6 separate regions of the Sus scrofa genome follow, and all the other regions are linked to region 5. A link is a contact called in public HiChIP or PLAC-seq and promoter capture Hi-C data. All regions are on one chromosome and are shown on one strand. The core of a region is the stretch at or near the end of the contact, and the rest is flanking DNA. Distances in the headings are between cores, read along the strand shown. Region 1 holds the start of ZNF397 (zinc finger protein 397). Region 2 holds the start of ZNF24 (zinc finger protein 24). Region 3 holds the start of LOC100620188 (zinc finger protein 396). Region 4 holds the start of INO80C (INO80 complex subunit C). Region 5 holds the start of RPRD1A (regulation of nuclear pre-mRNA domain-containing protein 1A). Region 6 holds the start of ZSCAN30 (zinc finger and SCAN domain-containing protein 30).

What was found. Promoter capture Hi-C pulls out the DNA fragments that hold promoters and counts their contacts. HiChIP or PLAC-seq counts read pairs in DNA pulled down with a chosen protein or histone mark.
Region 1: a contact with region 5 is called in a promoter capture Hi-C map of liver, with 6 times the contacts expected there. The contact joins the promoter of ZNF397 here to the promoter of RPRD1A in region 5. A contact is called at or near these places in 1 of 5 promoter capture datasets (liver) and 3 of 47 Hi-C or Micro-C datasets (embryonic fibroblasts, fetal skeletal muscle and retroperitoneal adipose tissue).
Region 2: an H3K27ac HiChIP or PLAC-seq map of alveolar macrophages shows a contact between it and region 5. The contact joins the promoter of ZNF24 here to the promoter of RPRD1A in region 5. A contact is called at or near these places in 2 of 5 promoter capture datasets (fetal liver and liver) and 2 of 2 datasets of contacts at active chromatin or transcription factors (alveolar macrophages and skeletal muscle).
Region 3: a contact with region 5 is called in a promoter capture Hi-C map of fetal skeletal muscle, with 5 times the contacts expected there. The contact joins the promoter of LOC100620188 here to the promoter of RPRD1A in region 5. A contact is called at or near these places in 1 of 5 promoter capture datasets (fetal skeletal muscle), 7 of 47 Hi-C or Micro-C datasets (embryonic fibroblasts, fetal skeletal muscle, liver and 2 more) and 1 of 2 datasets of contacts at active chromatin or transcription factors (alveolar macrophages).
Region 4: an H3K27ac HiChIP or PLAC-seq map of alveolar macrophages shows a contact between it and region 5. The contact joins the promoter of INO80C here to the promoter of RPRD1A in region 5. A contact is called at or near these places in 2 of 5 promoter capture datasets (fetal liver and liver), 1 of 47 Hi-C or Micro-C datasets (embryonic fibroblasts) and 1 of 2 datasets of contacts at active chromatin or transcription factors (alveolar macrophages).
Region 6: an H3K27ac HiChIP or PLAC-seq map of skeletal muscle shows a contact between it and region 5, with 5 times the contacts expected there. The contact joins the promoter of ZSCAN30 here to the promoter of RPRD1A in region 5. A contact is called at or near these places in 1 of 47 Hi-C or Micro-C datasets (heart right ventricle) and 1 of 2 datasets of contacts at active chromatin or transcription factors (skeletal muscle).

Annotation. Positions count from the first base shown.
Region 1 is chr6:119,074,940-119,079,570 of Sscrofa11.1, forward strand. ZNF397 (zinc finger protein 397) reads left to right here and starts at 1,856. Exons shown (of 6, transcript XM_013999293.2): 1 at 1,856-3,380; 2 at 3,535-4,030; 3 at 4,304-4,445. The coding sequence starts at 3,376. It overlaps LOC102163786 (a long non-coding RNA gene), which reads right to left and starts at 1,658. Exons shown (of 3, transcript XR_304095.3): 1 at 1,449-1,658.
Region 2 is chr6:119,165,368-119,169,808 of Sscrofa11.1, forward strand. ZNF24 (zinc finger protein 24) reads right to left here and starts at 1,837. Exons shown (of 4, transcript NM_001243375.1): 1 at 1,746-1,837.
Region 3 is chr6:119,191,386-119,195,924 of Sscrofa11.1, forward strand. LOC100620188 (zinc finger protein 396) reads right to left here and starts at 1,945. Exons shown (of 4, transcript XM_013999297.2): 1 at 1,372-1,945.
Region 4 is chr6:119,282,571-119,287,145 of Sscrofa11.1, forward strand. It overlaps INO80C (INO80 complex subunit C), which reads right to left and starts at 3,282. Exons shown (of 5, transcript XM_003356408.4): 1 at 2,897-3,282. The coding sequence starts at 3,052.
Region 5 is chr6:119,831,807-119,836,294 of Sscrofa11.1, forward strand. RPRD1A (regulation of nuclear pre-mRNA domain-containing protein 1A) reads right to left here and starts at 2,216. Exons shown (of 7, transcript XM_003356411.5): 1 at 1,891-2,216. The coding sequence starts at 2,041.
Region 6 is chr6:119,114,913-119,119,489 of Sscrofa11.1, forward strand. ZSCAN30 (zinc finger and SCAN domain-containing protein 30) reads right to left here and starts at 1,345. Exons shown (of 5, transcript XM_003127897.5): 1 at 1,201-1,345. All of the region lies in intron 5 of ZNF397 (zinc finger protein 397), which reads left to right.

The sequences.
Region 1 (4,631 bases), core at 606-3,105, 760 kb before region 5:
ACGTTGAAGCTGCTCTTCCAATTAAAAAGTGGAGTCTATTTCAATACCCTTCCCTCCATGAGTCTAGTCCTGCCAACAGAATACAGAAGTAATATAATGCCAGTTCCGGTCCCAGGTCCTAAGAGAACAAGCCTCTTCCCCTCCTCCTTCACTGTGTTGGAAACCAGGACCCAAGGAGTTCTCATTGTGGTTCAGCAGGTTAAGAGCTGACTGGTGTCCATGAGGATGTGTGTTCCATCCCTGGCCTTACTCAGTGGGTTAAAGGATCTGGCATTGCGGTGAGCTGCAGTGTAGATTGCAGGTGTGGCTTGGCTCTGGCATTGCTGTGGCTGTGGTGTAGGCTGGCAGCTGCAGCTCCAATTTGATCCCTAGCCTGGGAAATTCCATCAGCCACAGGTGTGGCCATGAAAGAAAGAGAGGAAGGAAGGAAGGAACCAGGACCCTGTAAGAAAGCCTAGGCTAACTCCTGAATGATTAGAGATTACATGGCGAGAAGCTTTATGGAGGACGATCGAGTTACTCCAGCCAAAAGGCAGCACCAAGTCCACAACAATGTGAGACACCATCTTGCACCTTCCAGTTCTGATCAAGTTAAGCAGTCGGCACCTCAGAAAGCATGGCTAGCCATCTCTGCTAAGCCCTGCCTGAATCCCAGAGCACAGACCTGTGAGCAATAAAACACACCTGCTGTTTTTAGTCATTAAGTACTGCAGTGGTTTGTTAGGCAGCAACAGCTGAAACACAAGGTAGTATTATTTGTTCTCTTGTTTGGTAAAATTGCTATAGTCTGTTCACAACAGTTAAGAATTAGTGAGCTACTCTGAATGCTAATGAATAATAATAATAATGTGTTTTGTCTTAGCTCACAAAGGAGAATTTCTGTGTCACCTTCTACTAACATTTACAATACAAAAACGGGAAAATATTTGTAACAAATGAAGAGTCCATATCCTTAGCAAGTAAAAAATTCTTGCAAATACAAAAGAAAAATAGTAACAACTCAATTTTAAACATGGGAAACGCCATTTCCTTGAAGAACCATAAATGGTCCATAAACATGAGGGAAATATAACCTCAAGCTCCCTAACTTAAAGGAAATGCAAGTTAAACCAACAAGAGGCATCATTTTTAAAGCTACTGAATGGCCAAATAAAAATTTAAACACTAAGACAAAGTGCGCTAGCCTCAGTGAAAAATGGGAAAACCCTGGTTAGAGGCACAAAGTCTGAAATCCCAGGGTGTCCCTGAACTACAATTTTGGCATCTCTGGGCACGAGCTGCTTGACTTTGGGCAGTGTCTACGTCTGTAAAATGGGTATGTTATAGCTACAGCACGAGCGTTGTAAGGTTCAAATAGGCCCACGGAAGAGCAATATAAGCGGTTTCTACTTTTTGTTCAGTCCCTTCATCCACGCATCTACTTCTGTCGTTAAGTACTGCAAACTCACAGGAATTACAGGAAAATCCGAAATCTTTTCTGAAAAATTGGAGGTGAAATGACTCAGAAGTGAGAAGACACCAAGTACGGCGGGCGGGTGGCGGTGAAAGAAAGCTAGGGTAAGAGGCGGCCGAACAGAGGTGCCCTCTGGGTGTGACGGCCTCCTAAAGAAACCCCAGCTGCTAGCTCACTCTTGCCTCGGCGTCGACGCTCGGCGGGACCACGGCCACCTGGGGAAGGCGGTGGGAAGGGCGGAGTCAACGCGCTGATTGGCTGCCTCTGAGCATGGGGCGGGGACGGACGGACCTCAGGAGGGCGGGCGAGCGGAAGGCTGCCGGGGCGCACTTCCGGTCTTTGTCGCTCGCCTCTGCAGGTCCGGGGCTTGCTCCCTGGCCGCTCCTCTGCTTCGCGGTGAGGGACGCGGGACCCGAGACGGAGGGGGTGGGGGGAAGGCACGCGGCCGGGCCGGCGGGCGCCGGGTGGAGAAGCCCCGCTCTTCGGCCTGCTCATCCCCGGGTCTCGGCACCTTTTCCGGGCAGCGTCTCTTGAGCCTCCTGGGAGCTCATAGGAGGCCAACACTCAAGACCCTGCTTTCCTGCGGAAAGGGCAGTTTTTCCCTCTTCACTTCGCCAGTTGCTGTGACTTTACCGGGATGTAGAAATAGAAGGGCTAGCGCGGCAGGGCTGGTTAATAAACCACAGATTTATCAGCTAAATAATCAGATCTCTAAAGCTAACTGTAGTGTTAGGGTTAAATTGTGCGGATCTGTCCTGTTCATTCAAGGGCATACCCTTCAGTCAATATTCTCCCATCCAAAAATCAGATCATGTTCGATCTATATTACAAAATTTAAAACACAATTACTTTTGCCATATTTCACTTTTTAAAATTTTTACCACCGTATATCCTAAGCTTTTTGAGAGTTGTGATTAACCTTTTTGCTTTTGTGTCTCTGTAATATCTGACATGTTTTTGAGAACATGGTAAGCATTTAACAAAAACTTCTTGGTTAATTTCTTGGTAGACCCAAGCAAATACCTTCACAAACAAAAACCTTTGTGTTCTAATACCCAGCTCAGGACAGAGCCTCAGTGCCTCATTGTTTGTTGGAAAAATGCATTAAATACTAAATTTGATCAAATGGCAAATGCCTAACAACGTTTTTATTTAAATCTACTCATGTGTAATACAGATTTTTAAAAAAATTTTTATTACAGCTTTAAATGAAAAGCAGTATTATTTGCTTAGGTAGAAGGTAACTAAAAATCAATTTTAACAAAATTGATACCGTTACCCATGGAAGTGTGAGGCCTATACTTTATTTAAAAAGGAGTTCAGGAGTTCCCATCGTGGCGTAGCATAAACGAATCCGACTAGGAACCATGAGGTTTTGGGTTCAGTGGGTTAAGGATCTGGTGTTGCCATAAACTGTGGTGTAGGTCGCAGACTCGGGTCGGATCTGGTGTTGCTGTGGCTCTGGTGTAGGGGACCCCTTGCCTGGGAACCTCCATATGCCGTATGTTCAGCCCTAAAAAGACAAAAAAAATTATAAAAATGAAAAGGAATTTGGCAAGTTTGACAGATTATTCTCCTTTATGCATTCAGAACTGAAAAGGAATTGAAAAGGAAATTTCCCAACATGTGATTCATGTTAATATTGCATTCTTGGAGTTCCCACTGTGGCACAATGGGATCAGCAGCCTCTCTGGAGTGCTGGGATGCGGGTTTGATCCCTGGCCCACACAGTGGGTTAAGGATTTAGTGTTGCTACAGCTGCAGCATTGGTCTCAACTTTGGCTTGGATCTGATCCCTGGCCTGGGAACACCATATGCCCTTGGGGGTGGGAGTATGTGTGTGTGTATATATATATTCTTTTGCCTCTAAAATATAACTTCTCATAGTATAAATATGGTAGGAATTCTGCAAAATTGGACCGATGAGGTGAGTGATTTTTCACATTTGTCACTTGATTATTACTTATTTAAAGTCTCATTCCTGATGCCTTTCAATATATTACTCCCTTGACTGATCTTTATTATTGTAAGTTCTTAGATTTTTTTTTTCATTACTGTAACAGTGCTTTTATATCCTTCAGGAAAGAAGAGATTATTCCAAGAGACTCTGAAGTACAGTACCCAGTTGGTAGTGAGCTTTCTGCTAAACTGTTTCAGCCCAGAATGGCTGTGGAATCCAGAGCAGTTTCAACCCCAGTACCTCAGAATCCTCAGGAACAAGAGCTCATACTAGTAAAAGTAGAAGAAAGCCTTTCGTGGGGCCAGAAATTTAAGCAGAATGGGAGTACCCGATCCTGCCAAGAACTGTTTCGCCAGCAATTCAGAAAGTTTTGCTACCAGGAGACGCCTGGGCCCCGGGAGGCCCTGGGCCGACTCCAGGAGCTTTGCTATCAGTGGCTGAGACCAGAGGTGCACACGAAGGAGCAGATCCTGGAGCTGCTGGTGCTGGAGCAGTTCCTGAGCATCCTGCCTGAGGAGCTGCAGATCTGGGTTCAGCAACATAGTCCAAAAAGTGGCGAGGAAGCTGTCACTCTGTTGGAGGATTTGGAGAGGGAATTTGATGATCCAGGGCAGCAGGTGGGAACGGGGAGATGTGATGTATTCTGGGAAAAGGAGTTTACAGACTGGAGCATGTGGCATCAGCAGCAGAATGGGATAAGAATTTGTTTGTCTTTACTGAATCATAACCCCGAAGTGACTACAAGGGCCATAACTGTTTCTGCCCTTATATAGTTCTTTTGTCCCTGTCCTTCATCCCTGGAGATGTCTTTATAGACCTCTTGGAAATTAGTACTAAGCATCTTCCCTAGGGATTTCCTCACAAAGCTAACCATATTTTACTGATTTCAGGTCCCAGCTAGTCCCCAGGGACCAGCAGTGCCATGGAAGGATATGCCATGTCTTGGACCATCCCAGGACTTAACAGACATCCAACTCCAGCCTTTAAAGACACAGCTGAAACCGCGGGAACCTTGCCTTTCCCCACAAAGTGGTAAGAAATAGCAACTCACCTGGGAACTGTTACCCGCTTCTGGTCCTCCGTTTACATAATTAACTGCATTTTATGGCATGCCATATGTGAGCCTCACATGTATTCTGGAGTGGAGGTGCTCACTTTTGCAGCTCTATATTCAGCAGCCCTGGTGAATTGCAGTTAGCCTTCCTTGTGTCAGTCTCC
Region 2 (4,441 bases), core at 587-3,086, 670 kb before region 5:
ACAACAGAAGTTCCAGTTCACTGCTAAATCTGGCCCACTGCCTATTTTTCAATAATGCTTGCACTGAGAATAGTTTTCACATTTTTATATGGTTGAAAAAAATCAAAAGAACACTTCATGTCAGGTGAATATTGATAGAAATGAAAGTGTCTGTCTCCATAAATAATTTTACTTATTTGTTCACTATTGATGCTACAACAGCGTGACTACTGTACTCTACTCAATAGAGTTGAGTAGTTGCAATAAATGCTACATGTCATGAAAAACTTAATATTTACCATCTGGCCCTTTTGAGAGAAGTATGCCAATCTATGTCTACAAAACTTGCCTATCTCGGTGTTATCTAAATGGAACACATTATTTGCAATTCAATACCGGTGTAACCTGACACACCTGAGTCACCTCAAAAGGAGGGGTATCTTTTTTAGCACCTGCTTAAAAAATTTTGACAATTTTTTTTTTTCAGGGCTAAGAAATAGTTTTAAAATGTTTAAGAACTCCCTGGACTAAAATATACATGAAAAAAATATTCACCTGCTCAATAACAGATACATGATGTTGAAAAAAACCACTAGGTGCCATAAAATTCAAATATTATTCAGTCACCCGAGACACCATAAGTACCTTTCAATTTGTAATGTGGGCATTAATCATAGCAAATTCTATGAAGAAAAGGGACTCTCATAACACCTTGACTTCCCACAGTGGCGCAGACTCTAATCCTTACACTGGATGACTCACAATCTCCCCAGCTTCTACCTTCAGGGAAACCTTGGGCTATTTCTGATCCTTTCCTTAGTATTTGCACAGTCATGCCTATGCCATTGTTTAAAACACCTACTGGGAACAAGCCATGCAGTTACTCAATATTATCTATTCAGGGCCCGGAATCTGAAAGTCAGTAACTGCCCAAAACTTCCTGTAAACCTATCAAGTCTAGGTATCAGAAAAAAATCTTACCAAGTAATATACATACAGGTTTGTTTAAGCACTCTGGAGTGTGGCGGCCTTATAAACAAGGTTTAGCCAACAGTATTCGTTTGTTCCTATTCCAAAACCCTACCTTACCATTGGCTCAAACACTCTAGAAAAATAAAATTTCTCTCCCCTTTACGTTTTCATACAGCACCCTGCCGATGGGACGTGAGGAGGTGCGGGGAATGCGAACCCGCAGTCCCAACCAGGTTTGCGCAGGGAGTCCTGTCCCACGCGACCTTCCCACTCACTCAGCGGAGTGCCGTGGCGAACCCGGCCCCCACCAGACCACTCCAGCCCCTCTTCTCTCCACACTCCCGGCTGCGGCTTTCGGAAGACCAGAGGCCACCTAGCCTCAACAGCGCCGGAGTCACGGCACTTCCGCTCGAGGCCGGCCAAACTACAAGTCCCGGCAGCCACGGCGGAGGACCGCCCACCCCCCTCCACCCGAAAAGAATCCCAGAACCCTCCGCGAGATGCCAGGGCCTCGAAATAGAACAAAACCGGCCGATGGGGGAGGGGGGAAGGCGGGGGTCGCGGAAGGCACAAGGAAGGGAGGACTCTCCAAGGGTGCCGAAAGCCCTATCTGGCTTTCTGTCTATCCCTCCCTGTCTCCCAGCTGCTGGGCGCTGAGACCGTGGCCTGTCCCCCGCGCCTCCCGGGAAGCCAAGGAAGGTCACCGCCAAGCTTTTTCGCTAACTCTTGCCAAGCGGACCACAGCCTCTAGCCCAGCCTCCCTCGCACGCTCTTCCCCCCTCTCTCGCGCAAACCTCAAGCTCGGGAACTGCAACCGCTTCGCTGTCCACGGCCGACGCAGAAACGCCGCCGCTCACAAGCCGTTTCCCAGAAGCCCCCGGCGCAGACTGCTTCCGGTCTGTGGGCCCCAGGAGGCGGGGGGTAGGCGAAGCCCCGCGTTGCCATAGAGATGCGCTCCGGGCTGGGGGAAGGGCTGTCCAACTACAATGACCGCTTTGAGGCTGCGCTTGGCCTCACGCCTCTCTCCCCTGGTTAGCCCAGTCTTCTGTGTTCCCCTTAAAAGACCAGGAAAGGAAAGAAAAAATTCTGCCACTAATGTAGTCTTTACGGTGTCATAAGTCTTTTCACATGCATTATCTCATGTGATCTTCACAGTAATCCTCTGAAAGAAGTAACAAAAGCTAATATTTATGTGTGCTAACCACGTTGTACCAGGTTCTGTCACCGTGGTTTACATGTCTTGTAATTTAATTTTCGTGAAAACCCTATGATGTAAGAACTTTTATTATCCCCATTTCACAGCTGAGGTAATTGAGGCTCAAGTAAATAGCTTGCGGAGAATACATAACTAGTAAGTACGAAGCAAGATTTGAAGCCAAGGCATGACTCTAACCTTTGGCTACCATTTGCTGTGCTATAGAGCTTTATTATGACTAATTAATTTGTCAGGGAAACAAGATGAGACTCTTAATCAAGAGCTTTGGCAATGATCGCAGAGTGAATTTGCAGAATGCATGGTTATCTTCTGACTTTAGGCTTGACATTTCATACTACAAAACAGCTGCCAAAGTGATTTAAAAACATAAATCAGACCACTTAATGCCCCTACTTAAAGGCCTTCAGTGGATCCCTACTGCATTAATTATGACATTAAAAACTGCTTACATTGGCCTGTAAGGCCCCCTGTGGTTTTTCCCTGCCCCCACCTTACCCCCACACCCCAGCTCTTAGCCTTGTTGTGGCTGGCAATCGTCAGCCTTCCTGACCATTTCTTCCTCCTGGAAGCCTTCTCACGCTCATAGCACTGGGTAGAAGTGATCTTATGTATTCATTTCACTGGTTTTTGTTTTATTTCGTTTTGTTTGTAAGTCCCATAAGGGCAGGGACCTTGCCTGTCTTGTTCACCACAGTATTCCCATGTAGTCCCGGGATGCTGACTGCCTGGTACATAGAGAACTCAATAAATATTTGTTGAATAAATGAATGAAATGTGGGCTGGTCACATTGCTGCCTTTGCTAGGTCACATGTTCAGCATCAGGAACCACACAAAAGAGCCCTGTTGTTTAAGGTCTATGTTAGAAGTACAGGTCCAGCCTTCCAGCAGCCTTCCAAGATCTTCAGGCTTCAGCTTTCTGCCTCTTTCAGAGTGCCCTTTGCAAAGTGCCCTTAGGCTCTGCTGAATTCATGAATGAGAGCGCAAGTGAGTCAGCTGATGATCCCATAGCACTACTTTACTCTCTGACCAGGATTTTGCCTCCCCAGAACACCTGCTACTTCTGATGGCCCTTCTTCTCTTTCTTTTTTAGGAGGTTTCTGAAATCCAGACTTTTTTTTTTTTTCTCTTTTCTACTTGGCTACTACCACCAACCTGCTTGGCTGCTCTTCCCAACCTTTCCGTCTTTTGTGACTCTAAAAGCTAGCTCAAGGCATTTTTGTTTTGCTTTGCTTTAAGAGGTTTTTTAACATCTAATTAATGTTGGAAAACAAAAAATATACACATCAAACAGACATATCTGGGGAGGTTAAAAATGCAAGATTTTACGAAACTCTTTGCCTGGTGTTCATTCTGTCACTTTTAATTTTTTTCTGAGAGAGTAAATGGAAACCACCATGAAGTTTTCCTCTCTAATTTGCTCGTTTGAGGGCCGGGACTGCCAACACCCACTTTGAAACACCATCCTTCTGAGCCCTACTAGGTGAGCTCTTTCCTGAATGGTGACCTCTGTTGCTATCTTAAAGATATAGTCAAGATAGAGCATCATGTTCCTCTGGGCAACCTGAATGTAGGGAAAACCTCCGTGCCAGTGCCTGCTGACCTTGCACATATCCACAGAGGCCACAGAGACAATGCTTGAGCAGCAGCTGCTCTGAGTCTTGGCAGAAAACCCTGTGATCCTCCTGAAAGAGGAGAGGCTCCTGATGAGCTGTTACAAGGCCATTTGCCACTCAGCTCCCTGTCTTCCCAGGAGGCTGTCGTGGAACCATTGCTCCTGGCTTCCCCAGGTTGTGATGAGGCTTTCTGCCTCACCTGCCTGGAGTCCAGCTGCAGACTATATAAAGGCTTAGATGCAGTGGCATTCGCACCTCAGCAACAAGGGGTTTTACAGCTCGGGTTGAAAAGAGCAAAACCCTGTGGTCTGTTCCCCCCTCCTCCTCATGTTCTCTGCCTGCCTTTTGTCTGTAGAAAAATTTTTGTCATGTAATAAGTTTAATCAGAAAAGCGAAAAAATACGGAAGCAAAGGAAAACAGTCAAATAAGACCAAATAATAACTAAGCAAAGGCAAGGACTTTTAGTTCCTCTTCAAGGGCTGCAGATCCTGGGCCATATCCTGTGAGCTGCCTTTTAGATACTGAAACCCCCACCAGGTGGAAGAGGTTAACTACCAGATGATGCTGCTGAAATTCAGCCTCTGTGTCCCCGTGCCGAATTGAACTGCAGAGTTTTGGGTAAAGGGGGGAAAGATAGCTTTTATCATTTTGCCAGGCAA
Region 3 (4,539 bases), core at 695-3,194, 640 kb before region 5:
TCAAAAATGTCCAAGGACTTGATTTATTGGGGTCAAAGGAAGAGCAGCAAATATCTTGCTATGAATTATCGAATAAATTATAGGAAACACTGGATCAAATCACAGTGTCACCAGCAACCTAGTGATGTATGTAGACATCTCCAAGTATCACTAGCTTGTTAGCAGGAAGACACTTTGCAGCACTTTAGTATATGTATATATGTATCACTAGTAACTGATGATTAATTAAAAATGTTATACATGCCCCTATTTTTCTTTCTTTCTCTCTCTCTCTCTTCTCTCTCTCTCTCTCTTTCTCTCTCTCTCTCTCTCTCTCTTCCTTTCTTTCGCCTTTTAGGGCTGCACCCGAGGCAAATGCAAGTCCCAGTTGCAAATAGGAGCAAATAGGAGCTGCAGCTGCTGGCCTAAACAGCAGCCACAGCAATGAGGGGTCGGAGCCGAAATTGCCACCTATGTTGCACTTTGCTGCAACGCTGGATCCTTAACCCACTGAGTAAGGCCAGGGAAGGAACGACATACTCATGGATACCAGTTTGTTTCCACTGAACCACAACAGGAACTCCCTATGTTTCCTCTTTACCATTTTCCCCCCACTTCACCAAGAAATTTCTAGGCTGTGAAGTTATGGTGGTGATCTGAACAAAGTCTGCGGCTGCACAAAGCTTGTACTCTAGCTGGGGAGAGACAAGAAGGTTACCAAATAAGTGACACAACTTTATATAACTATGGGCTCCACTGCAAAGGGTAACAGCTGACACAGAGAATTTGCTATGTACCAAGCACCCTTCTAAGCATCTTAATATAAACTCATTTAAGTCCTCACAAAAGCTCTGGAAGGTTATTTTCATCCTCATGTTGGAGATGAGGAAACCCACCAGGGCGAGCTTGGGTATGATCAGGGCAAGCTCATATAAGGAGACCAAGGGCAGAGTACCAGGGCTGGGGTCTGAGTCCACTCCATCCACACTTTCTACAGTGCTGCGTGGTTCAGAGCCAGTGGCTGGGGTCCCAGCGGAGAGGAGAAGCAACAGACCCAGATGATTCCAGGCTGGAACAGAATCTGGGGTCAAGACTGGAGCGGCAGGAGGGGTTTGAGGCCGCCACGTGTCTGGAGCCGACTAGGGGAGTTGCACAGAGGGCCCCTATGCTAAAGCATCCTCTGGGAAGCCGCAGGAACGGCCACCGGGAGCACTCTGCCTTTTTGGTACCAGCGGCCGAATCTGTGCGGGGTCCACAATTGCTCTCAGCTCCACGTAAGAGACTAAACCCCCAACGCCGCGCGAGGGTCCGTAACGAACCTGGTCCCTGGAGCGGAGGCTTCGCCCAGGGCCCCAGTTCCGTGGGGTCTTTCCTAAGGGGTCCGACTCTTACCTGGAAATACCTCTCCTAGAGCCGGCTCCAGACGGTCCCAGGCCACCTTCCCCCACCACACGCCACCGCTCTCGGACGGAGTCCGGACTCCGCGAGACTACGAGGGTCTTGAGAGGAGGGCGCGCTGGAGGCAGGTAAGCGCGCGAGGGGTGATGGGAGGCCGTCCGCTTGGGGGGCGGAGGTCAGCCGCCACGGGGTGCCAGGGAGAAGAGAGGCGGGGCGCCGACGCTCAGTGACAGGTGAGAAGCTGCGGGGATGAGGTGAGGGCAGCGAGAAAGCGCGGTGGGGCACAAGGAAGGCGTAGCCTGAGAGTGTGGCGCGGGGAGGTGTATGAAGAAGGGTGCGCCGGTACGCGGTGGGAGCTTTGCGGGGGGGGGGCTGCAGTGAGGTGGTGCCAAGGCCCGCGGCCACCCCTTCCCGACCCGCCGGGTAAGGGTCGTTTCCCTGAGGCCTAGCAGCGCGAAGAGACCTCAACTCTCACCTAAGGCCTGGGAAGGACGGCCCAGCGTTTTTGGGGAGAAGCCCGGGAAGCGCCAGTCTGCAAGCTGCTTCCGGTCCTCTAGGCGGAGAGGGGGCGGGGCCCGGGATGCCGGAGCAGTTGCCATGGAGACGAGCCACCACCGCAGCCTGAAGCGGGTGGGGGCGGTGCAGTACGAGGGGAGCCCAAAACTCCTTGAGTGCGTATATCCAGCTGCTTGGGCTTCATGTTCAGAGAAACCATTATTATTTCTCAGAGTACTTGTACTTACATTATTTCATTGGCTCTTTCAATAACCCAATACGGTTATTCCCATTTTACAGGGAATAAACCCAAAGTTTTGGTGACTTGCCCAGGGTCACGGGGAGACTCCTGTGCTTTCTACCACTGCGCGCAACATTCTTGTAATACCGTCGGCGCTTCTGAGGTTGGCTATGCTCCAAGTAGTGATGGAAGGAATGGGGTTGACCCCCCCCAACCCCACCCCTTGCTTTCACAAGAGAACATAATGGCCCTTGAAAAGGTGAGAACTCGAGCACGCACATATTTTGGCACCAATGCATACATGTATATTTCCTCAGATAATCTTAAGTAAATTTAAAAATAAATTTCAGGCTAAATGAGCTACCAGGCCACAGCCCCACATATTGGTCTCATCCTCCACCCATTTTCCCTAGGAACTCTTAGAAATATTCTTGTACAGAGAAGTGGGGAATTAGGGAGAAGACAATGATGTTTGAAAATTAATAAACAACAATAAGAAGAAAAAAAAACCCTTTTGATATGAGCAAAGCAAACAAAAGGTATGTTCCCACTGGAGTCTGAGACAGTGAGAGAAAAAGCTGGCTTACTCAGTCTATACCAGACCTGGAGAAATTTGCATCTTAATTAACCTACAATGACACTAAATTTGAATAATTTTTTTTTGAAATACTTGCCCATATTTCATGGGCTAAGATTTTTTTTTTCTTTTTGATGAGGTAACAAATAACAAGACAATCCAAATGTGTACAAGGAATATTTTTATAGTGATGATGGGTCAGCCAAATGAATCAAGGCAACGAGGAATCTAAAACAATTCCTCAAGGGCAAGAAATTTTTGGCAATGGTGTGAAGTCAAAGGTAGCTTAAGGAAAAATAGACAGCAGTCAAAAGCTGCAATGAGAATAAGGAACTGTGAAAAGCCAAATGATTTGGCAAGAAGTCAGGGATGAATTCATCAGTTAGGATTCTACCACATAGCTGATCCAAGAAACTAAATAAAAAAAAAAAAAAAAAGCAAATGTAAAAGACTCCTTGTAATAGTTCACAGTAAACTTAGTAAAGGGCGGGGTCTTTTGTTTGCTTTTTATTTTTTTAATGTCTGAGGGTAAAGTGGAAAGAAATTAGCAGGAACAAACTCCCAGTAGAGCAAGCTTCTACTGTATACCAGATGCCTGGTAAACACTGGGAATTCAAATATGAGATGCAGATTCTTGCTCTTTAGGAACTGATAGACTAATTAAGGAGAAGAGCATATAAACTGACTATTTTAAACAAAGTGGCAGCTGTTCTGAAGATACTATTGACAGGATGCTACAAAAGCATCTTAATTAAAGAAAGGAAGGTGTAGGGGAGAGGGGTGGATAGATAGGAATTGGAGCTGTTGGGGAGAGCTGAGTGTTTGTACATTTCAGACTGAGGGACCAGAATGTAATGTTTAGATTTTTTGAATTGAAGGATGTCAGGCTGATGATGAGTGACTTAGGATGAAAATGAATAAGTAAGTAATGGTCTAGTTTTTAAAGATTTGGCAGGCCAAGTAAAAGTCTCTGGATTAAAGCGAGGATCTTGAGCGAGGAACACAAACTATCTGCAATTCAGTTAGAACTCTCCCATGGCAATGTAGGATGATTTGAGGGGAGGCTAAACTCAAGATAGGGTGACCAGCTCTGAAACTATTGCAAGATCCAGGCTGAACCTGATGGAGGTCTGAACTAGTGCATAGGGGCAAGGATGGAAGCAGGTTTCAGGAAGCATTCAGGAAGCCAGTGTTTGTTGGATGGAAGGCTGACATTTGGATAGATAATGTGCCATTAAAAATTTTTTTTAAATTATTATTGTTGGAGTTCCCATCGTGGCTCAGCAGAAATGAATCTGACTAGCATCCATGGGAATGCAGGTTCAATCCCTGGCCTTGCTCAGTGGGTTAAAGATCCAGCATTGCCATGAGCTGTGGTGTAGGTTGCAGACTCGGCTTGGATCCTGCGTTGCTGTGGCTGTGGCATGGGCCAGCGGCTATAGCTACGATTCCATCCCTGGCCTAGGAACCTCCGTATGCCATGGGTGTGGCCCTAAAAAGACCAAAAGAAAATTATTAAAATGCAGTTGATTTACAGTGTTTCTTCAAGTTCTGTTGATCAGCAATGTGACCCAATCACATTTCCCTGTGCTATACAATAGGGCCCCATTGTCCAGTATGGGTGGGTTTGACAATGGCTTATGTGGACGTTTGAAGGGAGTTTTGGTAGCCTGAATCTGAAGCTGAATGAAATGCCGGAATCAATACCATACAATCATACAGTACATAGTTGGACATTTGTGAGACTGTGAAAATAAATGTGCTGTATGTCTGACTGCTTCCCCTGTATAAGTATATTAAACTCCCTATAAATTTCATAAGTTACGTATAAACACAGTGAAGAAAAGGG
Region 4 (4,575 bases), core at 2,032-4,531, 550 kb before region 5:
CCCAGGCTAGGGGTCCAACTGGAGCTGTAGCTGCTGGCCTACGCCAGAGCCACAGCAACTCGGAATCCGAGCCGCGTCTGCGACCTACACCACAGCTCACAGCAATGACGGATCGTTAACCCACTGAGCAAGGGCAGGGACCGAACCGGCAACCTCATGGTTCCTAGTCGGATTTGTTAACCACTGCGCCACAACAGGAACTCCTAATTAAGGCCTTAAATTAACTTATCTTACCCTGGTGGGTCTGCCCTAATCACGTAAGTTCTTTAAAGCTGGGTCCAGAGATCAGCGATAAGAGAAGACAGAGACCTTTGAGGTGAGAGGGATTAGACAAAAGATTCTTCACAGCTGGCTCCAAAGATGGAGGAAGCCATGTGGCTGGGAATGTGGACAGTGACACACTGACAGCAAGGAGACAGGGGGCTGCAGTCCTATAACTGCAAAGAACTGAATTCTGCCAACAGCCTAAGAAGAGAGCATCCAGACAAGAAACTCTTTGATTTCAGCCTGGTGACACCCGGAGCGGTCTTGCTGTGCCAGGACTTCTGACCTACAGAACCAGGTTCGATCCCCAGCCCAGCACAGTTGATTAAGGATCTGGTGTTACTGCAGCTGCAGCTTAGGTTGCAACTGCAGCTCGGATCTGACCCCTGGTCTGGGAATTCCATATGCCTCAGGGTGGCCAAAAAGAAAAAAAAAAAAGGAAAGAAAACTAATGCAATATATGTATGTCATTCTCTCCTCCTAGGATTTTGGGAGGGCAAAGACAAGCTATAATCCCTTGAAATGTCTTAAGCATACTGCTGGAGACCTAACAGAAATAAATTCTTGTGGATTGAACTGAACTGAAACAGAACAGAAAGGCTGAGCAGGGGACAAGAGGTCACTCTGGGAAGATTCCAGACAGCCCTTGGGGGTAGCCCTGTGCTAATTCCTGCATATGCTGTGGACAGAGAACTAGGATAGAATGCTGTGTTAGAGTAGGGAAAAAAAAAATATCTCAGACTCCTTTCTGGAGGTTGAAGCCAAGTTTTTTAGCTTCTTTATGAGATGCTGAGGATGGGAGTCAGGTAACTGGCTATCTACCTTATTAAATGTCACCTGAGAAGAGGAGAACAAAGAAAAAAGAATTCACTCTTCTAGGGAACGGCCTACTCCTAGGAGTGTCTGCTGAGGCTGCTGAGATGGAGACGCCGATAGGGAATACCCAGGCTGCCCTTCCTCTCAGTGAGAGCTCCAGGACCTCCAGAGTTGTGATTGCCACCACGCTGGGTTACTGGGAATTTCCAGCATCCCAAAGACATTTGTCCACACTCTAAAGATTGCTGTGGTGGGAGCTGATGACCAATGTACCTTTAGGGTCAAAACAATCACTCTTCCCAATATGAACTGACTATATTCCTTGGTCTTGGCACTGTTGGATATCAAAATGCACTGTGCACATACTGGGAGAAAGCACTCAATGCATGTATTTGGCAAAGGACTCCGAACAAGAATATATCAAGAACTCCTATACATTAATAATTAAAACAACCTGATGAGAAAAAAAAAAAATCAGGCACCTCACAAAAGATATTGGAATGGTCAAAAGCATATGAAAAGGTGATTGATATCATTAGTAAACTATGACACAAAAATTTTAAAACAATGACACAACACTACACAGCCATCAGAATGGCAAAAAGACAGATGATGCCAAGTATTGTTGAGGACATAGAGCAACTGGAATTCTTATACTTTACTGCTGAGAATGCACAACAGTGCAACTACTTTGGAAACCACTGTTTAACAATTTCGGAGTTGTGAGTGTGTCCACCTTATGATCCAGCAATTCCACGACTATCCATTTACCCAAGAGAAATGAAAGCATTTATCTACACAGATGTGTATAGGAATGTTCAGGGCAGCTTATGCATAAGGGCAAAAACTATCAAGAACTCCAATGTCCATCAGTTGTGGTATATTCACACAATATACTAGATGCTCCAAAACAGGTAATAACATGAATGAAATAACTCTCAAAAACCTTGTTTTATAGAGAAAGCCCAAACAGACACAAAAAGAATCTGCTATGATTCTATACATATTCTGTTTAAAAAGGCAAAGTCAATCTGGTGAGAGGTGTCAGAGTGGTGGTTACCTCTGACAGGGAGAAAAGAGTATGGACTGGAAAGGGTCACCAGGGAATTTTCAAAGGCCCTTGGAAATGCTCTTTATCTTGATCTAGATGGTAGACATAGGTAGACACCTTTGTAAAAAGAACCCGCGCCGCCACCTCAACTGGTGAAGTCTGTGTCAGAAGCTGTGCTCAGAGCTTTATCACCATGATCTTATTGAATCCTCGTAACAACCCCATGAGGTTAAGACCAAACCCACTTTTGGACAGGGAGACTGAGGGTCACAAAAGCACTTTGAGGATGAGGGGAATCACCCGTGCCAGAACTTCTTTGTATTCCTTCACGCGGTTCATTACGGCGCTCTGCACCTCACAGGCATTCGGTAAATGGCTGTAGAATGGACAAAGTTGATACACGGGAACTTCTGCTTGATTAAAACTCACATTAAATAAGAAAAGTCCTAAGCCTCGCTTTAAACGCGACCTCGACGGAAAGGGACGGCCTATTAGGGCAACAACAACTTCCCCACCCCCCGCTCTCCTCAAGAACAATGCAACGCTGGTGGTTCTTTAACCTACTCCCACAGAGTCAAACTAAGGGAAAAATAAAGTGTTTCATTTACACCAGAGACAAGGTTCTACCGAAGAGGTACGGCGGCACTCCCCTGCGCATGCGCTGCGCCCTGCCACGCCGTGCCCCGCCCCGCCGAACTCCCAGGCGCCTTCATCCCGCCCCAGCCCAGCCCCGCGCACGCGCAAGCTAAGCGAGTGTCAGGGTACCTGCGCAAAGCCAGAGGCGGACACTTTCTTCTTCTTACTGGCGCTATAGCCTCCGGCGCTGCTGCCGTTGTGGGAAGGACTGGCCGGCCTCTTCTTGCTGTTCCGGGGTATCCCGGGAGTGGAAGTGGTGGCCACAATTGGGATTTGAGCCGCCATTCCTACCCCAAGCCTTCCTCTCCGCCCCCCCCCCCCAACTTCTGTCCCTGTGCGGACCGTGAAACTTCCGGCCCTCGGTTACTTCCGTCTTACGCTTTTGAAAACCCGGCCTGGACTCTGAAAGCTTGCGTCGACTTCTCTCGGCCAAATCTAAAAGGCGGAGCTCGGAGCAGTCAGTTCTTTCCGGGCGGGAGGGCGTCCACGCGTCAGCCAGCCTCGTGTTGCTCCGCCCGCGCTCCGAACCCGGGCACGTGCTTGGAAGCCCCCAGGGATTGAGGAGTAGAAAGTACCACCATCTGTTTTAAAAAATTGGATTTTTTTAAAGTTAATCTCTTCTCACATTAAGTCAGAAGATTGATCACTTTTGATATCTGTAAGTGTAAAGGTAAGATTCTGTGTGGAGTAGACCGACCATCACGCTGCTAGCTTTTCCCTTGGTCGTGGCCTTCTCGCCCAGAAGCCTGTGTTTCAATGGTGCCCAGATGGACTTGAAGGGTAGAGTGATTCTTAACTTTTTAGAGGCCACTGACCCCTTTGACTAGCTCAGCCCCCCCCCCCCACAATATACGGGCATAGACATAATCTTACATTACAGATTTCAGCAGGTCACAGATCTGCTAAAACCTATTTATGAACCTCAATGAAACACCCCTCTCCCTTGTTATTCTGCCACCCGAGGCACCTTCCTTTAATCTGCCCTCCTCTATGCCCACCTGTGCTTGCTTCTCTGAGGGCACCTTGCTGTGATCCCTCAGTAAATGTTTGTTGCGTTTACACACCAATCCCCTACTCGTAAGGGGTCAGTCAAGTGGGTGCACCACATCTGGTTTCCCATTGCTAAATTCAGTCCTGCTTTTGTCTGATCCCTTTCATTCTGAACCACCCTCCCACCTCCCATCCCCCGGATCTAGAACACCATCATTTTTTTTATTTTCCTCTTTCCTAACCACTGGTCCTCTCTTTGACAATTTTCTTCTACCAAATGGTTTCTAATCATACTATAATTTTTTGTTTGTTTGTTTTTTGGGTTTTTTTTTTTTTTTTTTCAAAATATGGGTCATGTAGACACACCCCCTCACAGCAGATAAACATTTTGTAAAGTTTCCCAGGTGATTCTAACGGTCAGCCAGGTTTGGAACCAGCTCTTCCTGCACAGTCCTTATATGGAGAGTTTCTTGTTGCTTCCTGCCCTCCTCAGTTTATACTCTCCCCAGACATTCAACCACCTCAAGGGGCCTCAGGTATCACCTAAATACAGTTCGCTTTCAGATTTCCATCTCTTATCTGGGTCTTTCTCCAGAGATGTATACTCAGATACAAAATTCCTTGCCTAGATATAAATTCAGATGCTTACAGGCATCCCACATCCAGCATGGCAAAAGCAGAATTCATCATCCTCTCTGCTTCTCTAAAACACACTCCTCCTTCAGTGCTTCCTAGCTCAGAAAATGCCAGCAGTATCCACCACTTGTTCAAACCAAGAACCTGGGAGCCATCCTTGATTCTTCCCCTTTGCCTATTGC
Region 5 (4,488 bases), core at 966-3,465:
GTTCCCATCGGCTTAGTGGTTAACGAATCCACCTAGGAACCATGAGGTTGCCGAGTTTGATCCCTGGCCTTGCTCAGCTTAAGGATCCAGTGATGCAGTGAGCTGTGGTGTAGGCCGGTGGCTACAGCTCCAATTAGACCCCTAGCCTGGGAACCTCCATATGCCACGGGTGTGGCCCTAAAAAGACAAAAAAAAAAAAGACTACAATAAACATAATTCCTTGAGTGTCCAAGATATAATCACGGAAGAACTACTAGATCAAAAGATATATACCTTCAACTTCATTAGAGGTTGCTAAGACCATCCCTTTTTTACACTACAATCAGCAATTGAAGAGAGTTCCTGTTTCCTGTCTTCCTTCCCAATTTTTGGTATTATCATGCTTTTAAATTTTGCAAACCAAAGGGTATAAAGTGGTACTTCATTGATTTTCCTTGATTAGTAAGATTAAGTATCATTTACTGGTCTTTCCGGTTTCTCTAATGTGAAATGCCTTTAACAGTATGTCCATCTTTCTACTGATCTGTGGTAGTTCTTAGAAACAGTCTGGGTACCAATCCTTACACTCTTTTCAAAAAAAAAAAAGTATATATACACCTGTTGCTGATTTTCATATCTAGCAAGGCAAAAAAGCAAATACAATACCTGCCTTCTCAAAGTTCACAGCTATTTTCCAGACATTTATATTTGTGTTTCTCAAACCTTTTTGGCTACTTATAGGTGAATTCCTCCATGAGAGCCAATACACATACACTTACATATGAAGTGAAAAACAGAGCTCTACGTCAACTTCTTCTAATGGATCAATCACAAGCAAACACACAAGAAAATGAGTTTGTCTCCATTCTACATAGCCAACGCCACATTTTGGCTCTCATATTAATTTATCATATGGCTTTCTTACGGATCAGTACTTAAACATTTATTTTGATGAAGAACATGTTGTTAAAACCCTTAATTAATAAATAACCATCATATCTGATACATCAGGGTGTTTGAAACAACAATTGAAAGAGCCCACTACCTATACCTAATTAAGAATTAAGGTACAAATCCAGACTAAGCAGACGAAATATTTTAATTTTCAGTCGCGCTATCATACAATCAGTTCTTGGATAAATTGGCTCTGCAGTCATAGCAAAATGATTCTTCTAGATATTTTAGTGACAGCAAGACTACTGCTCGAAAAGTTAACTTCATTTACAGAAACACTATCGAATGCTTTGTAAAATAAAGACACTGCCCCAGAGGCGTATAATCATAGAGCAAGAAAGGACCTTACCTCACTTAATCTAACTCCCTCATTTTCAGGCACTTGCAATTCAGAAATAAAGAAATTTCCCTAATTCAGGTCCTCTAAAATCTACAAATTCAGGATTTTTTCCATTGCATCACGCATCTTATTTTAGGTTTCCCAGCTCTAAACTCTGACTCCTCTATTAATTTTATAAGATTGAGATGATGTGTCACAGAAATAGGTATTTCCCAACCGCATACAGATCTTTTCCTGTGCACATTTCCCAATTTCCCCCCATCCTCCATTATAATGTACACAATTAAAAAACAAAACACCTGACTGCAATTAGGTGCAGAGTCCTGAGCCCCTGGCTACTGTCTCCGCGTTAAATCAACAGAAGTATCGGTTCTTTATTCCTTATTCAACAGCCTACTAAGCGCCGACTTTGCAGGAAGAGCAGCGCACAACACTTCTCCCCGCCCGCAGACCACGGACACCAGGGAGCCCCGGGCGCTCGGTAGTGGGGGTTCGGGGCGGCGGTGAGGTGGGGTCGCTGGGGTAATGGGGGCCTCAAGGAGCAGGGCGCAGGGTTTGGGGGACCTCAGGGACCCGGCCGGGTGGGAGGGAGCGGCAGAAAGGCGAGGCCGTCTTACCTTTCCGCAGCTCCCGCTCCCACACGGTGACGATGGGCCGCGAGTGCTTGCGGTGGTGGATCAGCCACAGGGACAAGGTCTGCACGCTCTGCTGCGAGTTGCTCAACTCCGACAGCTTCTTCTCCAGCGCCGCCTCAGAGAAGGCGGACATCCCTCCGACACCTCGTTCACGCCGTCCCACGCGGTGGGGCTGAGGGGTGGAGAGTTTCGCCGCCCCAGCCGCGGCCTCGCCCCCTCACCCCACCCTTGCCCACGCCCTCAACACTGGGGCCGCCACATCCAAGACCCGCCGGGAACCAGCAAGATGGCGTCTAGCCGGCAGTGATGTCACGGACGACCCACGCCCCGCCCTCTGAACAGAAGCGGCCAAGAGGTGGGACCTCCAAGCGGAAGGGGCGGGGCTGAGCCTAGAGATAGAGAGGCAGTGGGGCGGTACTGCCGAGGTCAAGGCCGGAGAAGGGGCGGGTGTGCCAGGCCTTGAACTCTCCTGCTGGGAGAAAGTATTTCTATCAAGGGGTCTTTAAAAACCTCTACATAGGTGTGTAAATTTGGTATAGCCACTTTGGAAAAGTATTTGGGGTGATATATTACATTTTAAAATATACCTTTCTGGTGACCTTGAGATTTCACTAAGTGCTGTCAGTGCTAGGGAACCCCAGCATGTTTGCCCATGCAGCTGTATGCTAGCTTTATGGTCCAGCTCAGTAACAGCAAAGAGCTGGGACTTTCGCAGCAACTAAATGGCTAAATTAACTGTGATACTTCATATTACAAAATACATGCAGCAGCTTAAAATATTCATAAATCCAATGGTGAATTGGGTTTTTTTTTAAGTTGTAAAAGGAAAACTACAGTATAACATTGTTTTATAAAAGTATACATTTTATATTAATTCATAAGTATGTAAATGCATGGCAAAAGGTCTGGAAAAATACGCATAACATAAATAGTTGTGTGGAGGATTAGAACTGGAACCCTTAAGCTGTGTCTGTATTGTTTTTATTTTTTACAAGAACATATTTATGTATTGTGTAATTTAAAATAGATTTCAGAAATCTCATAACCCAGCACATTTTGACCTTGTACTTGTGTTAACTATGATAAATCACAAAGGACACAGAAAGATGGATACTGTTGTACTCTAATATTAATATAAGAAACTTCAAGATAGGTACACAAGGAATCACAGGAGTTCCTAAACCATCTTTTGAGAAGCACTGTTCCAGAACTTTCACCAAGTAGTCATCGAATATTCCTTTTTACTTGATCATAAGTATCTTCTCTTTCCTTTTTGTTTTTTAAGGGCCACACCTGCGGCATATGGAAGTTCCCAGGCTAGGGGATGAATCAGAGCCTACACCACAGCCACAGAAACACAAAATATGATCCCCATCTGCAACCTATGCCACAGCTTGCAGCACTAACCCACTGAGAGAAGCCGGGGATTGAACCCGCATCCTCATGGATACTAGTCAGGTTCTTAACCCGCTGAGCCAGAATGGGAACTCCAGGTTTTCCTTTCTTAAATTTCACATTAGGCTGTAATGTTCCTAACAAAACAGAAGCAGGCCTCTCAGGATATAAACAATACTCAAAGGCCATTCTGACATTGTAGTAGAATAAGTGAGTCAAGAGTCAAGGCCACCTTGAAACCATGAAAACTACCAATATTCTCTTTTAACTACATCAGTGATTACAGCTGTTTTACCAGTGATAGCTCTAACCCAATCTCAATCCTTTGGCATTCCAGATAAAAATTACCAAAGACCTACCCAATCGCCAAACTGTCTCTCCTTCCTGAACAGAACCCAATCCAGAACAGACTCCTGCTTTCCATAAAGCCTGTTTAGAATCACTAGAATCACCCAGCACAGGCTCTTGTATTAAACTCTTTGAATTCCCGTGTTTTTTTTTTTTTTTTTTTTTTTTTTTTGGCATTTTAAGGCCAAATCTGCAGCACATAAAATTTCTTGGGCTAGCAGTCAAATCAGAGCTGCAGCTGCCAGCCTATACCAGAGCCATAGCCACACAGGATCCGAGGTGCATCTGCAACCTACACCACAGCTCACGGCAATGCCAGATCCTTAACCCCCTAGGTGAAGCCAGGGATCAAACCTTCATCCTCATAGATACTAGTCAGGTTCCTTACTGCTGAGCCACAACAGGAACTCCCACCAATTACTGCTTAATGATACATCCCCACAGTTCTCTTCTTTGCTGCAGCAATCTGAATAAACCTGACTTTAACTTTAGGTTGTTCTTGTGGTCTGTAGCTGATGAGTTTTGATATAGGACACACATCAAACCTTTTATAATGGTTTAGATAGGTAAGAAAATGGATAAATTCTTCTTTGCAATGTTTATATTTCAGTATGGTTTGAATTTTTGACACAAGCATGTATTAGTTGTACAGAAAAAAAATAAGAAATATATTTTGATTAGGGGAGGGGAGGGACCTTCATTGGGACCTATAAGAAAAAGGTCATAGAGGGTTCTGGCTGTGGCAGAGTGGGTTAGGAATCCGACTGCAGTGGCTCGGGTGACTGTGGAAGCACACGTTCGATCCCTGGACTAGCACAGTGGGTTAAGGATCCAGTG
Region 6 (4,577 bases), core at 95-2,594, 720 kb before region 5:
GATAAACAAATCATGGTATATGCAATTTGTTTATGTGATATATACTTATCAGCAACAAAAAGGAGTGGACTATTGATATACACAACAATGTAGATACAGCTCAAAATAACAATGCACAGTGAAAGAAGTCTGAGTGCAAAAAGAAAGAGTGCATTCTGTTTAATTCCATTTAAATAAATCTCTAGAAAATAGTAACTACAGTAACAGAGAGCAGAACAGCTGTGGGAGGAAAGAAAGGGATTCCCAAGAGGAGGAAACTTCGGGGGTTACTGGATGTGTTCCCTCTTTTCATTGAGGTCATGGTTCCACATACCGCAAAACTTAGTGAACTGTATGTATATACTGTAAACATTCCCTGATTACTGTATGCCTGTTATCCCTCAGTAAAGCTGTTTTTAAAAAAAAGCATCTGCACTCCCCACTTTGGATGGCTGGAGGCAAACAAGTTCCTTACTCTTTATCAGCTTACATTCATGGATCCCTAAGATTTCATAAATTGGAAGATGGTCTTGGGCTTGGATGGAAAGCTCTCTTCCTCTACATCAACTACCACTTCAACCAGTCACCATTTTCTCACACCTATACCTTTTCTTCTGACGTCTTAACCCAAGTCACATGTCTCACCTGTCTCAATACTTCTTCTATTATTTCCTATTTCTATATACCTCCCTACCTTATTTCCTAAGATATTTCCAAGGACACAGCAATATCCTTTCCTATGCTGATGCCACCCCCCTCCCTGCTTCAGTTCCATCTCACCCTGATCTTTGGGCCACAGTGTGTACTGAATTGTCAAGCAAACATTTTAGAAAGAGACCCCATGGCCTTTCTTGATAGCAAAGTAGATGAAAATCCAGCTTCCCAGCAACTCAGGGATTAATTCCTGAGCATTATTTATTTTTAAGGCAGCGGTTCTCAAAGTGTGGTTCCAGGACCTGCAGCCTCAGGACCACTGGAGAAGCTGGGCTCCCACGACAGACCTACTGAGAGGGAAACTCTTGAGTGGGGCCCAGCAATCTGCATTTTAACAGAGGCATGCCTCAGTTCTGTGGGGTGAGAAGGACTAGGGAGGACAGGAAGAAAGTTAGAATGGAAGCATACAGCGAATCCGATTGAGAGATTTGGAGGACGGATGAAAAAGGAGAGACAGAGAGAGAGAGATAACTAAGGAAGAACTCATTATGTAGTCAGGAAACCTACCCTGCCCCAGAGAGCTTTCCCGAAAGATGTTTTCCGACATTCACGTCAAGTACCGGCAGGTAGGGCCAGCCTGGTCCCCCACTACAGCTCGGCGGCGGCCAGGTCCGCAGACGTTCAGGGGTTAAATCTCAGCAAGTCCCCGCCCCCACCTCACCCCGCACCGCCACCCTGCGCGTGCGCACGTGCGAGACCGCGAGCCATAGAGCTGAGCAATCCTCCCGAATTCCTAGAGCGGACGGGGTGACGGCGGAGGTGATGGAGGGTTTGCAGCGGGTGAGGCTTGAGGGCAACCTGGCGAACACATCGAGGTATGGGTGATGTCGGGTCATGGAAGGCAGAGGAAGTCAGGTGATCTCGCCTCCCCAACGGCCTCGTAGCACTGCTAGGGAACTCTGTGCGGTTATTTGAGTCCATGGAGAGTCAGGGCCGCCGCCGTGACCCCCAGGCGCGGTTTCTGGGCACAGCCAGTTGGTCAATTTGCTTTTGGTACCTGGTCAGCCCTTGCCAGGCCCTGGGTTCACTTGGGTTCAACTAAATGAACACCAGAAATTCAAGGAGCAGGTGAAATTCAGAAGCTTGGATGCATCCGCGCGAATCAACAGACGGTGCTGGGAAGGAGCAACCTGAAAGTGAGTGTGCGAAGAACGGAAGGAGGGAAAGAGATCGTTTTGTTGGATCTGTAGTTTCATTTTGGTGTAGGAAGAGCAGCGAATAGCAAGAGCTTAACCGCTAGGACAAATTCCAAAATTCCCTCCTCTGCCTTATATTTCCAATTATATCCTTACTTCGGTACCCTTAACCCTCCCCCGTCCCCCATTATCTTTGACGATCTCTAAACTTGGAATGGAGAATACACGCCCAAGAGGAGTGATGCCTGATTCCTTGGTGATGAGGGAGGAAGCGTAGTAAATTTGAGAGAACAGCACTTGAAACTTAAATGAGATTTTGTTTTCTCCTTTACTTCTTTTGTAGCTAAAGGATTTTTCTGGCGGTGTAGTCTCAGAAATCATATCTCCGCCCTCCACAATGATTCCTTTCCAAGCCCGCTGGTACTCAGTTGCCCCCGGGTCTCAGACTTCTACGTGGATCATAAAAGCTCACTGAGGAAATGGTAATTCTCCAGTTGTTCCCTGAGATGTCGAATGTACAGCTGCAGTCCATGGAGAGCCAATTCAAGTATGAATCTCAAGAACACCACTTTCTTTTAGGTGAGAAGCAGAGTATGTCTTTATTAGTGGCTTGGGGTGGGGGTCACTGTTACTTTGGTATGTTTGTGTCTTCAAGTGCTATTGGTATTTCTCATTGCCTGCCCCCCACTGTATTAGATAGTAGCATCTCTTTAGTGCTCCAAGCCCATGGCTTTATTGTCCATTCTGGCAATCAGATTCTCTTGGGGTTCCTTCCTCTCCTTAAGTCCCTGGTGTCATCCATTTTCCCTATTACAATCACCTTATCATCAATCTGTCAGTGTTTGGAGTTTCCCTTTCAAAATCTTTTCAAGTCATCAGTCTTTCTCATGTACTTTGGGGGCATAGTTAAAAGTCTGACACCTGGATTCAGAAACTAGCTTTGTCATTTACTAGCTTCAGTAAGTTACCTACTTTTTTTGTTTTTTGTTTTTTTTAATAATTCTATTTCCTTGCCTTATAAAGGTATAACTCCTACCTTGGAAGTTATCGTGAGGATTATGTCTATCTGTTACTCCGTAATGAAGACCCCAAAACTTAGTGACCTAAAACATCAGACATTTTTAAAGACTTTATTGTCTTATGGTTCTGTAGGTCATCACTTGGGCTGGGTTCAGCTGGCAGTTTTTTTCTGGGATCCCTCATGGTTAACTAAGGCCAGAGTCTAAGTTGGTATCAATCATATCTGTCTGACTGTTGGTGCTGGCCATGGCTTGGGTCATGTATTTCCAGCAGGCATACCTAGTCTTTTTCACAGGGCAGCTAGTTTTTAAAATCAGAGAGAGGAGTTACTGTTGTGGCTCAGTGGAAACAAATCTGACTAGTACTAGTATCCATGAGGATGCAGTTTCAATCCCTGGTCTTGCTCAGCAGGTTAAGGATCCAGCGTAGCTATGAGCTGTGGTGTAGGTCGAATACACGACTCAGATCTGGCATTGCTGGCATTGCTGTAGCTGTGGCATAGGCCAGTGACTACAACTCCTAACTCCAATTTAGCCCCTAGCCTGGGCACCTCCATATGCCATGGGTGTGGCCCCCCCAAAAAATAATAATAAATAACCAAAAAAATAAAATAATAAAATAAAATCAGAGAGAGTGCAAGCCCTGATGCATAAGCACTTTCTAACCTATGTTTACGTTACATTTGTTACTATCTTATTGGCCAAAGCAAGTCACATGACCATTCCAGAGTCATTATGGGAAACAACTACCCAAAGATATAGATATTGGGAGATAGGAGCCTTTACTACTGTAACAGACACCATGAACACTACATGAGATCCCATGTGTAAGGCTCTGCGCATATACCTGGCTGGTAGTAGATTCTTTATGACTGGTAGTCACTGTTATTTTCAGTAAGATAATTTTGATCCTGACTTTGTTCAGAAGTTCTGTAGGCTCTCATTTCCTCATATTTTGCTGCTTCTTGATTTTGGTCCTCCTATTATTGCTGTTTTACCTATGAAATTCACCTTCTATTGTCCTTTTCTTTTACTCTAAATCTTTTGCCTCTCTTTAGTTTTGGAGTATCTTTATTTTACTTAGCTTCTCCTGTATTTAGAATTTGTCTTTCCTTAAATGCTGAGACCAGCTCAGCCAGCCGGGGTGGAGGGGGTGAAGGACGAGTGCTGCAGAGCTTAAGAAATGTTAAACTGCGACAAAGAAAGACACATGGACAGAATAAAGTTTAAAGATGGGACCCGGGGACTCAAGACCTCATGGATCAAGAGCCTTGAATATCAATGCCTCATCATCTTGATTGTGCTCTCAGGAATGTAAAAAACGTTAGAAAGCAGAAACCCCAAGGCCCTCTGCCTCCAGTCACATTGTATTTTAATTCTTACCTTTACTCTTACATTCTATATGTAAAGGGCAATGATAAGGTCAGCTCTCTATGCATAGCATCTTGAGGAACAGTCAGTGCTTGCTGGAGCAGTTTTCTGACTTGAGCTGACCAGGTTTTCCAAGGTCGACACCTTGTCCTCTCAGTTGATGCATGACTTGCTGAGCCAGTTCCCTCTAGCCCCTTACTTATAGTTACTTATGGCTAAGTTCCACATCAGCATGAATAAGCACTTTTCCAACTTGTAGTTTCCTTAGGGCTTAGAAAATACATCCTGAATATTTCTCCCCACACTTGAGAATCTATTCTAAGGCATCTAGCTCTTGTCTTTCTTGAGAATCACTGCA